Regions from separate parts of the Monodelphis domestica genome. Here region 2 is linked to region 1. The links are chromatin contacts, called in public Hi-C maps. All regions are on one chromosome and are shown on one strand. The core of a region is the stretch at or near the end of the contact, and the rest is flanking DNA. Distances in the headings are between cores, read along the strand shown. Region 1 holds the start of CBX4 (chromobox 4). Region 2 has its middle 18 kb from the start of CBX8.

Evidence for each region. Hi-C and Micro-C count contacts between places; a contact is called where the count stands out from the background.
Region 2: a Hi-C map of spleen and liver shows a contact between it and region 1, with 4 times the contacts expected there. The contact joins two enhancer-like sites.

Annotation. Positions count from the first base shown.
Region 1 is chr2:235,490,348-235,497,873 of mMonDom1.pri, reverse strand. It overlaps CBX4 (chromobox 4), which reads right to left and starts at 371. Exons shown (of 5, transcript XM_056817382.1): 1 at 40-371. The coding sequence starts at 108. Within about 2 kb of position 5,898, at least 2 of the 2 cell types and tissues checked have open chromatin away from gene starts, as enhancers often do.
Region 2 is chr2:235,565,686-235,572,786 of mMonDom1.pri, reverse strand. No RefSeq gene overlaps it. Among named protein-coding and RNA genes, the nearest start is that of CBX8, 18 kb to the left of the region's middle. Within about 2 kb of position 2,861, at least 2 of the 2 cell types and tissues checked have open chromatin away from gene starts, as enhancers often do.

The sequences.
Region 1 (7,526 bases), core at 4,649-7,148:
CTTCACTGTAGCCGTTCTCCCTTGCAGCCGCTGCCTTACCTTTCGGATTCGCTTCTTCTCGATGCTTTCCACAGCGAAGACGTGCTCCCCAACAGCTGGCAGCTCCATGTTGGGGCCAGAGCGAGCCCAGGGCTCCAGGGGGTTGGCGAGGTTGCAGACGCTGCTGGCTCTCCCGGGCGTCCTGCTGCACCACTGACTGAGTGGCCGCCACTGCCACCGCTGCTTCTGCTCTTGCTCTGCTCCGCCAGGCTGACTTGCTCCCTGGACCTCTCACTGCTCCTGTCTCTTGCTCTCACAGACAACTGAGCCCCAGCCGATCCTGCACAAGCAACTCATGCAAATCCCGGACGTCAGTGGGGCGGGGCCTCAACAGGCCCAGCTTGTCGTCAAGGGGAGGGAAACAGAAGGGGATTGGTGCAGGCCGGCCTGCCAAGGCACTGGAACTGGGCGGGAGGAGGAGGAGGGAAGAATGGGAGGGGGGAGGGGAAGAGGGACTGATGAGTGAGCGAGCCAGCTACAGAGGGAGAGGAGAGAGGAAAAGGGAGAGAGATAGAGACTGAGAGAGAGGCAGAGAGAAGGAGGGAGGTTGGGAAGAGCGGTAGGGACCAGGAAAGAGGTGTATCAAATCGAGAGGCTGTGGAAGGTTAACAGCGTAGGAGACTGGGTCTTGGCGGGGTGGGAAAGGGGGCAGCCCTCTCTTTTCCTCAGCTATTAGACTGCTCTTATGCTCTTCTCTCTCTCTCTTTGGGTCCCTTTCTCGATCTGCAAAGCCCGGGGTCCTTTACTGAGGGCCACAGTCAATCTACGGCGTCTCAAAATTGCACCAAATTGCATCATGTGAATCTAAGAGTCGCTTAGGAAAAATTGCCCGCAGGGGGCGAAATCGATGCTAGGGGCAGTAGGTGCGACCCCTTCCTTTCTTTGACCAGGTGATCCTTTCCGTGCCGCGCCCTCGAAGGCTACTACGGATGAGAGGACAGGAACGGGGAAGAGGAAAAGGTGAAAGGACAGGGAGAGGAAGTGGCAGGAAGGATCCTCTGCAAGAAAGTGAAGAAGTGGGAGAAATGACAAAAAAAAAAAAAGAATAAACCCAGAGGAACCGGAGAAGTCCTCAAACCAGGCGATCACCCGAACCTGGCTCCTAATTTACGGGTGGCGTTTCCTTCTGGCACGGGGAAAAGCCTGAAAGTATAGACCCCAGCAGCCTTCGTGGCTAACCAGCGGGAAAAGAAGGCAAGAAAGGACCAAGAGAGAGGGCCAGGAAAGAAAGCTAGGAAAACCAAGGAGTGTCGACTCATGGAAGAAACTGGAGAGATGCCGGTGGATACCGGGAAAGTAAAAGGGACAAGGAAACAGGAAGGGTTGAGTAAGGAAGAGTCTGGAGATGAGATTCAAGGAGGAGGAGAAGAGAAAACAGCAGAACTAGAAGCTCATACGCAGGAAGTGAAATGGACCACAAGGATGAAGAAAAGATAAATCTCAGAAACAACAGAGGAAAAAGATGAAAGAAACTAGCCCATTCGCTTCTCAATAAGCCTTCTAATGGGCCCTGGAACTCTTTCCACAAGTGATATTCGGGTGGGCTTTCTGGGACCAGGACGTGTGAAGTTTAGCACCTATGAGAGAGGCAGTGCTTTCTCCAGCTAGGGGCGCTGCTGCTTCCCCCTAGTTAGCTCCAAAATCCCCAATACTCTAATTCTCCATAAACATAAGGGTCACAGAGCAGGAGAAAGGATAGGAGGTTCCTGCCTAAAGAGATCTTTGGACCTCCCCAGGATCTGGGAGATGTAGAGTCCAGCAATATTTGATCCCCCCCCCCAAAAGGCTTACAGAGATTAAAAAAATAAAGGAGAGTGTTGAAACCATCCGGGTTCCGCGCCCCAACTCTCTGAAAGACCAAGGGATCAGAGGGCAGCATTGGAGCTTCAGAGAGCCAGGAAGCTACTTAGGGAAGAGATTAATTATAATAGTGAACCCCGAAAAACTCCAGAAGTTCGCATTATTAAATGAATTCAGGAGAAGATTGAGTAATGTAAACTGTAATAATCAACTCCTACATTTACAACTTCTAGTACTATTATTACTGCTACAGCCACTGACTGGTACTACCTACTATAACTGGCAAGACTGCGCAGTAGCAGCAGTGGCAGGAGTAAAGTGGGTGCTGCCGCAACAACCTCCCAACAAATGCAAGGTACAGATCTAGTTTTGCTGTCCAAAACTTGCAGAGACCAAGGGGGCAGTCTGTGCCCTGACCTCATAGGGCAACATGGGAAGCCTGGGCTCAGGGAGATCCAATAATGAATGGATAGGGGAAGGAACCCCAAGGTCCTGACCTTAGTCCTAGTACTCTCCTGACAGAGCTTAAATAGAGGGAAAGGACGAAATTGCATACGATCTTAAAATGTACATCTTTTAGGGAAGTTGTTTTTTAAGCTCCTATAGCTAGAATAGGCTTTTCCTTATGTTGTCTTTTCCATTTGCATACTTTCCCATTTCATCCAGTAGCTCCTTTAAAGTTAGAAACAAAGAAAATGAGGCACAAGTGTCAGTAAGGACTGGATAAAGAAGGTATGGTGTATCCCTAAATAGGCTAGATCCCATTAAGAGTCAATCCCCTGGGTCGTGGTTTGAAAGAAAAGATAGAATCGCAATCTCTAGGTTTGCATACTTAATTGTACTTCTCGGCTTGAAAAGGGTGGGGGCTTCCCAGAGCTCTCCCCACCTCAACTCTAAAATCCCCAGAAAGGGAGACTCTTAGCTCTCTGCTCCAAAGAGGTCTGGTTCACCTGGCACCGAGGGGAGAAAGCCCAGTTCCAACTCCATCCCTCCTAGCCGCCAGGGGCGTCGGTCCATTGTAGGACGCTGATTTTGCTTCCTCTGAGTCGGGGCTCTTTGCTTAAAGCTCCCTTAGCAGGGGAGGTGGGGAAGAAGAAGGGACCCACAGCATTCGAGGCCTGGGTGGTCCACGTGGCGCCGAATTCTAGGTTTGGCTCCCAGCTTTACCCGACGTCCAGAAACCACCTATATTTGGTGTCGGGGGGAAGGGGGAGAATGAAAATTATGAGCAGAAAGAGAAGAAAAGGACCCAGGACGGCATGTTTTCTCTTCCGGAGTCAGCTGTAGGGACGGGATGACAAACTAAAGATCCTCCAGGAAAGTCCCAAACCCGCTCCTGGCCCCTATAACACCCCTGAGGAGCCCAGTTCCGAGCACTTGGGCTGAAGATGTGTAAAGTGCTGGAAATATACAAGTATCCAACAAACCCGGCTACTCACTTCCCTCGATCTGTTATTTATTTGCGTTCAAAGAAAAGGGGTTGGGAAGAGAAAAAGTGAAAAAAGCTCGTAAACTTCCCACTACCCTTTCTTTCCCCTGACCATTAGAAGTTGAAGGATTGCAGCACCTCGGATAGGAGCCAGGGTCCGAGAGAAAGTCTAATGGCAGGGAACAAAACAAATTAATCCGAAATGCGAACCAGGAGGAGGACAATCCCAATACCTTGTCACTCGCTTTTGAGCCTCTTTGCTTTCTTCACAGGGGAAAAACCCACAGATATTCCCTATTTCTTCCGCACATACCAACCTAGATCACCCGGGGTAGAGTCCTTAGAACAGATTTCATCAAAATTGATCTCTCTTAAAAAAAAAGGTCCAGCCCCTGGGGTGTAAAGACCAGAGAGTGCAAATCCAGCCCCCTCCCGGGAGAAATCTACCCCTCCTCTATATTGGGAGGGGGACAGCTTCCAAGGCCGCACACTGAAGAGTCCAAAAAAGATTTGAGGGCTGTTTTTTTTTTTCTTTTTTCTCTCCCTGGGCTAGAGATGCCCTCTTGTCTAACCCCCTCTCCGAAAACATCCCTTTTGCTCCACTCCAGAATGGGGTTCGCCCTCTCCCACTACCCCGCACAGGTTGGAGCCTGTACAAGATCCCTGGGCAGTTCCCCAAGTTCGGATTGCCACAGCTCAACCTACTGGAAACTTGGGATCCCCATAGATAGCGACAACCTGATAACTGATAAAGGGAAAACGCGTTAGCTCTTCCCACCCCCATCTCCAGTTTCTCCCAACCCAATTAAACGCTCGAGCTCAAACCCCGGGAAATATGTACTCCCCTAAAAGTTCTTAGTTCATAATTTCTCTTCCTCGAAGGGGAATTCCTTCCTGAAGTCGGAGACAGAGAAGTTCTCTCCACCCCACTTTAAAGTTTTCCCACTCAAGAGCCGCTATGTAGTTTTTCACTGGATGGTAACTTTTCCTGAACTAGTTGGTAACTTTTTCAGAACTAGTTGGGGCCAGTAAGTAGTCCCATTATTAAGTGGTCGTGTTCTTTCATAGCTTCAATCTCCAAGGGAACAGAAGGTGAGATTTCTGAAAGATGAGATTGAAGGGGAATTTACAGAGTATAACAACAAATCTTCCTCGGGATTTACTAGACCGTTCATTTCTGGACCAGTCTGGAAACTCTAACTTTATTGTGAATATTATTAACGCTGTATTTTTAGTGGTGACAGAGGGGAATCCTTCGGGGAAACGTGCTGGATTCTCCGGGGAAAAGTTGCAAAGGAGGAATGCAATAGTCTTCTTTTCTACTCCCTTCTTTTTTTGACTTCCAGACTTCAGCAACTTTCAGGAACTCTCCACTCGAACCCTCTGTCAATTAGGGGTGGGGGTGGGGTAGAGAGAGGGAATTAGCTCTTTATGGTCACCCCCCCCCCCCCATGCTTTCGGTAGAAAAGTTTAGTTCCTGATGCCCTGGATCTTACAGCTTCGTGGCGACTCAATATTTTGCATCCCTCCACCTTTTCTATTACGGACTGTAGAACCGGAATGGGTGCCCCAGCAATAGATTGAGGCAGGGGACTGGAGGGAAGAGCGTAGGCAAGCCCCCAACTCGCAGCGAAAGAGAGATCCGAAGCCTCTGGGCTAGAAATAGCCAATTTGGAGATTCGGCCTCAGATCCAGACTCCACTCCTTTTCCACTCGCTGGAACTCTGGGATATCCATCGTACTCATCCTCGCTCCTCCCGCCCTTACACGTACACATAAATACATACGCGCACACAATTGAATGCAGAGAATTGTGGGGCACAAAGAGGGGAGAGGAGGAATTTAAAAACAGAATATAGCCCCTACTTTTCAAAAGTCAAAGCAAAGCAGTTTACTGCCCCCTTCCCCTCCCCAACAGTGAAAAATCGGAGAAAGCGGAGGCCTTGTCATAGAACCCCCAACCAATCCAATAGACATTTATTCCCACTCCGGATTCACTTTTTTAAATAATAAAAGTCGAGTCTTCTATTTTGGGCTGCCCTCCGTTGGGGCGCTTTCCCTAAGATTGTGTTTATTTTATTTAGGTCTGACTCCCGAGAATTTCTCCTTCCATTGGTAACACCCTCCACTGGCTCTCAGAGCCCTCTCTCTGAGCCGGGCTTCTCCCAACCATGCCCTGAAACCCATTGGTGCCCACCACACAAAACAGCAGGTTCCACACCCCCCCACACACACACCTTTTCCCATCCCCCTCTCCTTCCGAGATCTGCAGTTGAAAAGCTGCACGTGAAATGACAGTTTACCACCACCACCACCACCCCCGCCCCGAAAATGCTTAAATTGTCTTCAATCCTAAATGCAGCCACACCCTATAACTTCATACACACACACACAATGTACCCTTCCATCGCCCTCAAGGCCCCCTTTCCCTAGTTATCTGGGGCTATCCAGACTTCGTGGAAGTGCAAAGGGTTAAGCGCGTGTGCTGGGAAGGGTATTTAGCTATGCAAATCGGTCAACTCCTGAGACGTGTGTGTATATGCATGCGTGTGTGTGAATGTGTGCTTGTGTGCGTGTGTGTCAGCGCGCGCGCGCCCCCGGTGGCGGCGTATGCATAGGCTGCTGAGCCAAGCCAAGACTAGCTGCCCTGGGCCCAGCAGCCAGTTTCCTCGTTCCCACCCCCTTCCTTCCTCAGGCCCAAGCTTCCTTAGAACGAGAAGAGCTGGGTTTGGCAGATCAGAAGGGGCGAGGAGGCCGCCTCCGGTGTAGCTCGTGCCGAGAGAGGGTGGAGAATGGGGGAGAGAGAGAGTGGGGAGCCTCTGGGAGGCGGGGGTTGATTTTTCTGGAGCAGCTGCAGCAGCAGTCTGGCTGCCTTATCATTACTCTAACAAACGATCGATGCTCAGTTCAGGGGCACGAAGTCTTGGGGGGCTGGGCTGACACGAATCGTCTCAGCCCCAGGAAAGAGGATTTATATGAATCTAGAAGAGTGGTCTGCAAAAGGGAGGGAAGAAGAACGGGGTAGGGCAATGGGTGTAGGGAAGATGAATCCTTAGCAGCACAGAACAAGATCTGTTTTAGGCCTACGCAACTAGAGGAATAAACGTGCACAGGAAAGTGACAGACCCGGTAATAGGTAACAAATTATTCTGATTTGAATTCGCCACCACTGCACACCCCCATCCACCGTCTCCCTCTTTCTCAATTCTTCAGCCCGGTCATGTCCTCTGACCTTGTCTTTACCAACAGGCCCTTCTTGAAACGAAACAAATAAAAAATAATTCATATGTGCTTAAACTCCCCACCCAGTTCATTGCATAAAAAGAATCTTTCGTTTAGTTTTCTAACTATCAACAAATTCAATTATACCTAGAGTCATTTTTAAGGTCCTTAAAATGCCCCTATTCTCGGAGAGCAAAGGGCACAAACGAGGTAATGTCTACAAGGCTCTCTCAGGCTCTCTATTACCTTTCTTCCAGGATTCTTATTTCACTCTCCTCGCCCTCCCTTCCTCCTCCACAGGCTCCAGCTGTGGACCATTGGTGTAAGTGAGGGGGAAGGAGCCTGCACTGGATAAACTCTCCCCTAGGGGGCAGACTACTCCTGAAGGACTCTGCAAGAGCTAAACAGATCAATGACGTCAAGGACCTGTGTGATTCCAACTTTGGGTTATCCAGCACCCTGGAGCAGAAAGAAGAGTTTGGAGTTGTTGTTGGTATTTCATTTCTGCTACTACCCACAGGTATGAGAGCAGAGAAAATATCTTTCCTTCGGAGCTTGGCAACTTCATACAAGCTGACTCCGAAATGACTTACTACTACTTGCGTTGTCTGAGAAGCTGAGAAGACTGGTTTTCAAAAACCTAGAACCAATCATCTCACAGAATTTTTAACCTCATGTGCTTCATCTTTATTTAGTCCCATAAGAATGACAAGAAACATAACTTAATGACTAGGACATTAATTCTTTTTTTTCTTTTATGTCAGCAGATAGCCTTTTTTATTTGGTCAATTTCAAACATTATTCCCTGCTTACAAAAATCATATTCTATTCCTTCCTCCCCTCCCCCTACTCTTCCTGTAGCCCAGGCACAATTCCACTGGGTATTACATGTGCCCTTGATCAGAACCTATTTCCATGCTGTTGATGTTTGCACTAGGATGTTCATTTCCCCCTCGACCCATGTAATCAAGCAGTTATTTTTTCTTCGGTGTTTTTACTCCCACAGTTTTTCCTCTGAATGTGGATATAGTGTTCT
Region 2 (7,101 bases), core at 1,612-4,111, 78 kb before region 1:
ACAATGTGATAGATATATAAAGAGGAATTCCATCAGTCTAAGACAGGAAGAATCGAATCTTGCTTGCTTTCTAGGGCACTGAGGATCGTATTCCAAGGGGCAAACAAAGAATCATCTTGCTATTATACTAATGGTCCAGATTCTTAGATCTTTCTAGGATTCAGGAGTCTGAGTCTAGAATCAGCTATGGCTATGAGGGGTGGGGGGAGAAAGTAAGGGGTGAGGAATACTATTCATATTCATCGATTTGCCCCAACTCTGCTGAATATATTCTAAAGTGTCAGTAAGAGAATTCAGACATATTGAATGGAACATCAGGTGAGAAAAAAGAAGTCATATACACACCAGCCATCACACTAAGATGTCCCAACAAACACTGGGGTACTTCCATAGAAGTTCAATAAACACAAACATTTCCCAGTCTCTCTCTGTCCCTCTGTCTGTCTCTGTGTTTCTGTCTCTCTCTCTCTCCCTTTCCTCTCTCTGTCTCTGTCTCTGTCTGTCTGTCTATTCTTCTACCTCTCCTCTCTCTTTTCCCAAAGAATACTTCGGACACTTCAACAGGCACGAAAAACACACATTCTAGAAGTGTGGAGAAGAAGTTTAGGCCCTTTATAAGTTTTAATTTCATGATCAGAGTAATGTTCCCCTCCATGACTCAGATTCTCCTGTGACAGTAGAGTTGTTTTTGTTGTTGTCTTAAACCACATCAATGTGCATGCAAAGAGCCTGGAAAATAAGAAGAAAGTGGGAAGAAACTCTTGGTGATTAGAATATGCCTTGGAACTATTAAATCACCAACTAAGAAAATCTTCCCGTAGGAGCCTTCTTTTGACTCCCATCTCCCTGCAAATTGCTGACTGCTAAACCTCAACTCCAGATTAATTCCAGGTACATTCTATAGGTGGCATCACGCTACTGGAAATAGCCTCCTCTGAAGATCAGGAGAAAGTGACTTTCTTGCAGTCTGAGCCTCAGCTTTCGAAGCTGGCACCAACTTGAATCGGACCGGAACTTCTCTCCAAACCTAAAGGAATTTCTGAATCTAGCAGGAAAGAACGTTTCTTTTGACAGGATTTTCGTCGTTGGAGTAGATCAGACCTGGAGCTAAAAGGGCTGAGGGGAAGGGTTCTTCTGGAGCAATAAAATTAAGTCTTCGTTCCCTTAGTCCCTAGGAAATCAATCACTCGCAATCACTCAGATCTGGAGAAACCATCACAAGGTGGGGACCAGTGCTTGGGGATGATAGAAGTAATGAGACTGTGGCTTTTACAGAAATCTATACGATATTGTGACGCTAGGTCCAACAAGGCCAGTTCTGTAGTACTGAAGACTCAATTCCTGAAGAACTGGAAGTTCAGGAGGTTTTCTGGTCTCACCCAGGCGGTGCCCTGGCTGTCTTCATCCCTCCTCTGCGTTTCCAAAAGTGCAGAACTATGATGAGGCACACCCGTCCGTCCGGGAAGCCCTACTCCAACAAGAACTTGGAATCTAAATTCTTTTTGTCGGTCCCCATCTTTACACCTTCCTAATTCTCTTTCCCCATTTCCCACACAACAGCGTGGGTGGTAAGGCTGCTTAAGTCCACTCTTACAGTGAGTGACTTGCCCTGCCAGGAAGTAAGGAAAGAAAGACTTCTTTCTTAAAAAAGGCTTTAGGACGGTGAGCAAGGCTAGGAACTTTTAAGGCAGGTGAAGTAGAAGGATGAGAACCTAGATGTCCCAAATTCAAGATATTAGTCCCTCTAGAAAACCATTCTTGTTCAACGGAGCTGGTCCTCTGGGAATTTAAGAGTCTTGGGAGGTTGGAGAGGGGACTCTTTCACATTCCCAAAACCTCAGATTATTCTTTTTGCTTTCCCTCTCCAGGTTGAATTTGATATGGGAGCTCAGAATCATGAACTCCAGAACCTCTCAGACTGAAGAATATGAGCTAGAAGATACTTCAGTGGCTTGTGAGCAATATGTTGAAGTCAGGAAATCGCGTAGAGATCTGTGGACGAAAAATAGTAGTTATAAGGCACAACTCGCTGCCTCTAAACTCTCTATTCCTGCAGTGGAGTGCCCCCCCACCCCCATAGGGTAGCACGTAGCCATCGTATTCCCCTTAGGCAGCTGGGACATTAAAAAAAAAATCCCCAGCTGATAAATTCAACTTCAACCCATTCCAACCTTCTTTCACACTCACACTCTTCCCATCTCCACCTTCGGCCCAAACCTCCGGGGTCTAAGACCTTGGGAGAGCCGATGTCATTGGGGTTTCACCGGAGAGTAAGAGGACTGGGAAGGAAAGGAATCCGAAAGAGATCGGCAACCAGTTGGCCTTTCCCAGTAAATTAGATTCACACCATTTTTGGGTTAGGATAAGTGAAGCATATGGAGGAAGCTAGAGGAACTCCCCCAAACACCTGTTTCGAGGGACTCTTTCTCTTTCCTCTCCCTATTCTTCCCTGTTATGTTTCCCTGGAGCTGATGCCGTTGGTCATTCTCTTATTACTATTTTTAAAAATAGAAGTGTGGATCAACTGCTTCTGCATCTCAGAAACCTAGAGCGAGAGCAAAGGAAAAAAAGAAAGAGAGAAACCCGGACTGCAGTGGCAGATGGTACATTCCTACTGCCACATCTGGGGCAAGGCTGGAATTGAGGCTGCCACATCTGGGCAGGAATGGGTTGTTCCTATCACTACTCCCGCCTCCCTGACCTTTGGGATCTTGGAGCGTGCTGCAGCCGGGCCTTGGCCGCGCTCCCCATCAATCCCCTTTTAACTTGTCTTGGGCAAAGGGAGAACAAGGTATATACTGTATTTAGGTTCCTGCCCATATATGGTGTTGTGTACCAGCGCCCCACAGAATGGTTACACCATATAAGGCAACAGAGCTGAGCCTAGAGTGAGCTGGTGAGATATTATTGGCTAGCTGGTATCTCAGCAACCAGCTCTCACGAGTGGAAAAGAGCCAGACGTCTTCCCCCACCCACCTCCGTGCCTGCCCCCTCTCTTTTTTACCCCTCCTTTCCCCTCTTTTTTCTTCCCTCTCTCTCCAAATCCCCCCCCCCGCCGCCTTTTCACTCGTCTCTTTGCTCCCCTTTTCCATTCCTTCCCAGCCTCCCACTCATTCCCCACGCACTCCCCCTCCCCAAAGCAGGCAGAAAAAGGATCAGCAAAGGAGCGGGAAGCCCCGGATGGGGGAGGGGACTTTGGGAATGGATGGAGCAGCGGGGTGGGGGGGCAGCCCAGTAGCAGCTTCATGGCGCGCGCGCGCGCGCGCACACATACGCACAGACACGTATAGGGATCTAGGAATGATTTTTCTTTTTGGTCTCATGGAAGGTGGTTGGAACAATTAGCCAAGGAGAGGAGGAAACCGAGTAGGTAGAAGGGTGAGAATTGACTAATCGAGGGTTCGAATCTTTCATTAGGTTAATCAAATTAATATCGACGAGGCTGTCTCTTTAGGATGGGTTTTCTGCTTAGTATTTATTACTACTACTAAATCGATGCTCCTTCTAAAACGTTCTTTTTAAAAACCTGCCAATTGTTGAGGAATCTAGAAGCAAAATTAGGAATAGGAAAATTAAGTGATGAAAGATTTCCCTTGCTTCCCTGGAAAAAAAATACTGGAATATTCAGGGAATTGAAGAAGTGACAGTGCCAAAGTAAGTTCAGCCTTTGACCTTGGATCCCTTTCCGTTGCCCACCCAGAAGGGTAAGCGGTGGGGGGTAGGGGCGAAGGGAAGTTTTATATTACTGTAGAGCTCCAAAGCTGGGATCTGCGACTCCCTTTAGGACCTTAGAGTCTCACCAGCAAACAGGTTCAGTGAATGGATGACATTGGACTTTATGGTATGACCCCCATCTTCCCAGCCTGGAATACACATAGGCGTATACACATGCGTCGTGGAAAAGACTCCGGGTAAATACATACACAAGGTCTGGTATTTTATTCTTCGTCTCCTCCCTGTTCCCCGCCTCAGCCCCTTACTCCATGAGCAGTGAGGGACTATCACTCTAGAAACCCTTAAGTACACCGCCAAGGAGGCCAAAGGGCGATCACTTAGAGGAGGTTGTGGGCGAGCTTTCCCCACCTGTCACCACTGGACGCGCTCAGCACTGTCCCCTACTGGGCAGTTTCTCTCGGATGAGCAGTCCAGTTGGGGGAAGCGTTCAACCACAGAGTCTCTGGTTCCGGATGGATGAAGGATGGTCGGAGAGGTATAAATAACCTTGTCCTGCGCCTAGACAACCTTGCTTTTGCCCTCCGACCTTCTTTCTTAATAGCTGACATTTCCCATGGAGCACGAACCAAAGGAGGTGGGGTTCGGGAGCAAGGAACAGTCTGCGCTTTTCTGTGTATTTAGTTAGATATGCTGCTTCGTTGCAGTTTCGAAGGAAGGAAGTGCTGTGTGCCGCAGAAACAGCCCCTGCTTGGTGCTAGCGCCGTATCTCTCTCTGACCTTGGCTAAGATTTGCTGCTTCCGTGTTATCCCTGCTAGAAAACGAGATTTCCCTTAACGCACCGGGACACTGGTCAGCAGCTTTCCCCTATACTGTACTGCCTTTCGTAGGTCTTGGGTGGTTAGCACATGACATGTATCACATGTTTCCTTGAAGCACATATACTATAATATGCATATCCGCAGCCATGTCACATATTCACTACTACATCTTTTGGTGCTCCAGAAGCTCGTTGCGGCACAAATAGAAACATTCTTTACGTCAAACATACCCAGATAATCTTGTTAATGTATATAAATGAAGAACATCAACCTTATGTTGGTGAGAACCTCGAAGCCGGGTGATTAGCAAGCAGACCTTTCCTCTCTCATCCCCGACTCCCGGTCTTGGCACTTCCAAGGACTCAGGGGCCCCTCTTTTTCTCCATACTTTTGACAAGTCCACTTAATCAAACGACTAAAAGCCAAATCTGTGATTAGAATTTCTTTGACCTAGTCCCAATCTCACTGATTTTATGTATGTTTTCTAGGTTGAAGGAGTTGCTAAGAAGAGTTGAGAACGTATTTGAAAAGAAAGGAGTGAGGAGGAGGGGGAACTTCTTAGACGTAAAACATATATGCAAAACAAATATAGATCAACCCCCCCCACCTACCCCCCATTTCTTCCATTCAGTCCGACCTTGTATTGGAGATACCACCTCAGCGGAGCAGCGGGCAGGATAGGCTGCACTCTGCTTAGTCTGAGATCTAGAACCCTAAACCAGTGAAGAGGTTCCCCAGTCGCATTTTTCGTTTCTACACCATTCTCGCCTGGATCACTGGAGGAAATTTCTCTTCTTCCCAACCGGGTTCTGCCGCCTCCCGCGCCATCCCACATACCCCTCCGCCTTCACTCCTTACTCCCTCCCCCAGTCCATGTCCAGCCTATCCTGATGCTACCTCTAGAGGTTTCTCAATCCAGGGAGAATGGAAACCCAGAGGAGCTTCGGAGTGGGGCCCTCGGAAGGGGCCCCCTCAGGGTGAGCTCGGTTTTGAGTTGACTCCGGATTGGGAGGCAGCGGTGGACGAGCCTCCCTGCACCTGCTAGAGTACGTGGCACGCCGGGGCATTCACCCGGATCATCTCCTGAAAGTTCCGGGAGCAAATCTTTCGGCATTTTAGGCTATGGCAATTATTTTCCCTGGAAGAAGGTCAGTTTTAGGCTGGATTAGACTCACTCTAATGCATTGATTAAAAATATACATATATTAGATATATTAAAGGAGAGGCAGATTTTGTGTGTGACACAAACACTTAAGTGATCAGAATTTATTTTCTCCTCTGTGACTCTAGATAGGAAAGAGAAAAGGGGGGCCTGGGGTGTGTCCGTGTGTATGTAAAGACTGGGGGAGGGGGGAGTCAGATGTACACGCCCCTCTGTCCCCTGCCCTCCCAGATGGCAGGTAAATGCCAGCCGCCCCCCTCTTTCTAACCGCCCGAGCAGCTCGGCGCTGGGTCTCAGTGAGGGCACCCTCCGATCGGGGATCTGGATGGGGGCTGCGCTGGAAGAGCGTGGAAGGGAGCTTTCGCCTCTTCCCCTACGACAGCGTGGCGGCTGGCGCAGCTTTGGCAGCCATTTTCTGCAGCTGCCTTAGCTGGGGCTCTGCGGAGCGAGGCGGAGGCTGCGGAGGCTGCGGCGGCCGCGCCGCCCGAATGGGCCCGTGTCGGGGGTGGGGGAGTTTGGTGAGGTGGGAGGGGAAGCTAAGGTAGAGACGGCAGGCGGGGGAGGGGGGTCGGCCCAGGCCCCCGCCCCCCGGAAGAAGCTGGTGTCCGGCCCCCCACTCTTCCCCCTCCCCACTTGGTGCTGCATTGCAGGGGGAGCTGAGCTGCTGCTCCTCGTGGCTAGTGCCTGCGATACCACCCTTTCCCCCGCCATTTTGTACTGGGGCTGGTGCTTTCCCAAAGCCGAAATGAAACGGACAAAACCAGCTCCCTCTCGCCCTGCCAGGGGGCGGCCCCTAGACCCGATTCCTCTCTCCTCAATTCTGTAAACTAGCGGGCGATGCTCGGGATCCTGCGAAGAGGGGCCCAAGTGCTGGGGCCAAACACCGCTCTCTCTCCCCAGGGGGCCAAGGAAAAGCTACATACCCACCTTCGCCCAATTAGCTTCCCTCACCCCGCCCCCGAATATCATGTCCAGGGCCCCCAGCCCTAACGAACTCTAGCTGAACCAGAGAGGCCCCTTCATACACAACGAAGGGGGAGCAACATGACTTTTGTTCTTCCTTTTGGTTTGGGATGGGTTTGGGAGGCACCTTCATAGTTGGGGCTCCTAGCCAGGAGTCCGAGATAGTATCCATCTACCCCGTAGTTTTTCCCTACTGAATCTCCAAGAAAGCAAAGGCGTGTTTGCTGACCTCAACACCCTCTTGTTTTTCAGGAGTTCTCGGTAACGTAAGGGGGCAGGTTACCCCATTTTCTAGGACGGTAGTGAGGTTCCCTCAAATTACCCTCCGGGTACCTCATCTTTTACTTTCGATTTCTCGGCAGGAAAGGAGCTCAAACTTCTAGAGGAAGGGGTAGGGAGATGGCAGGGGAAGGTGGGGGAGGTAGAGAGAAGGCGGGGGAAGGTGGGGGGTAGGGAGAAGGCGGGGGAGGGAGGGTGGAGAT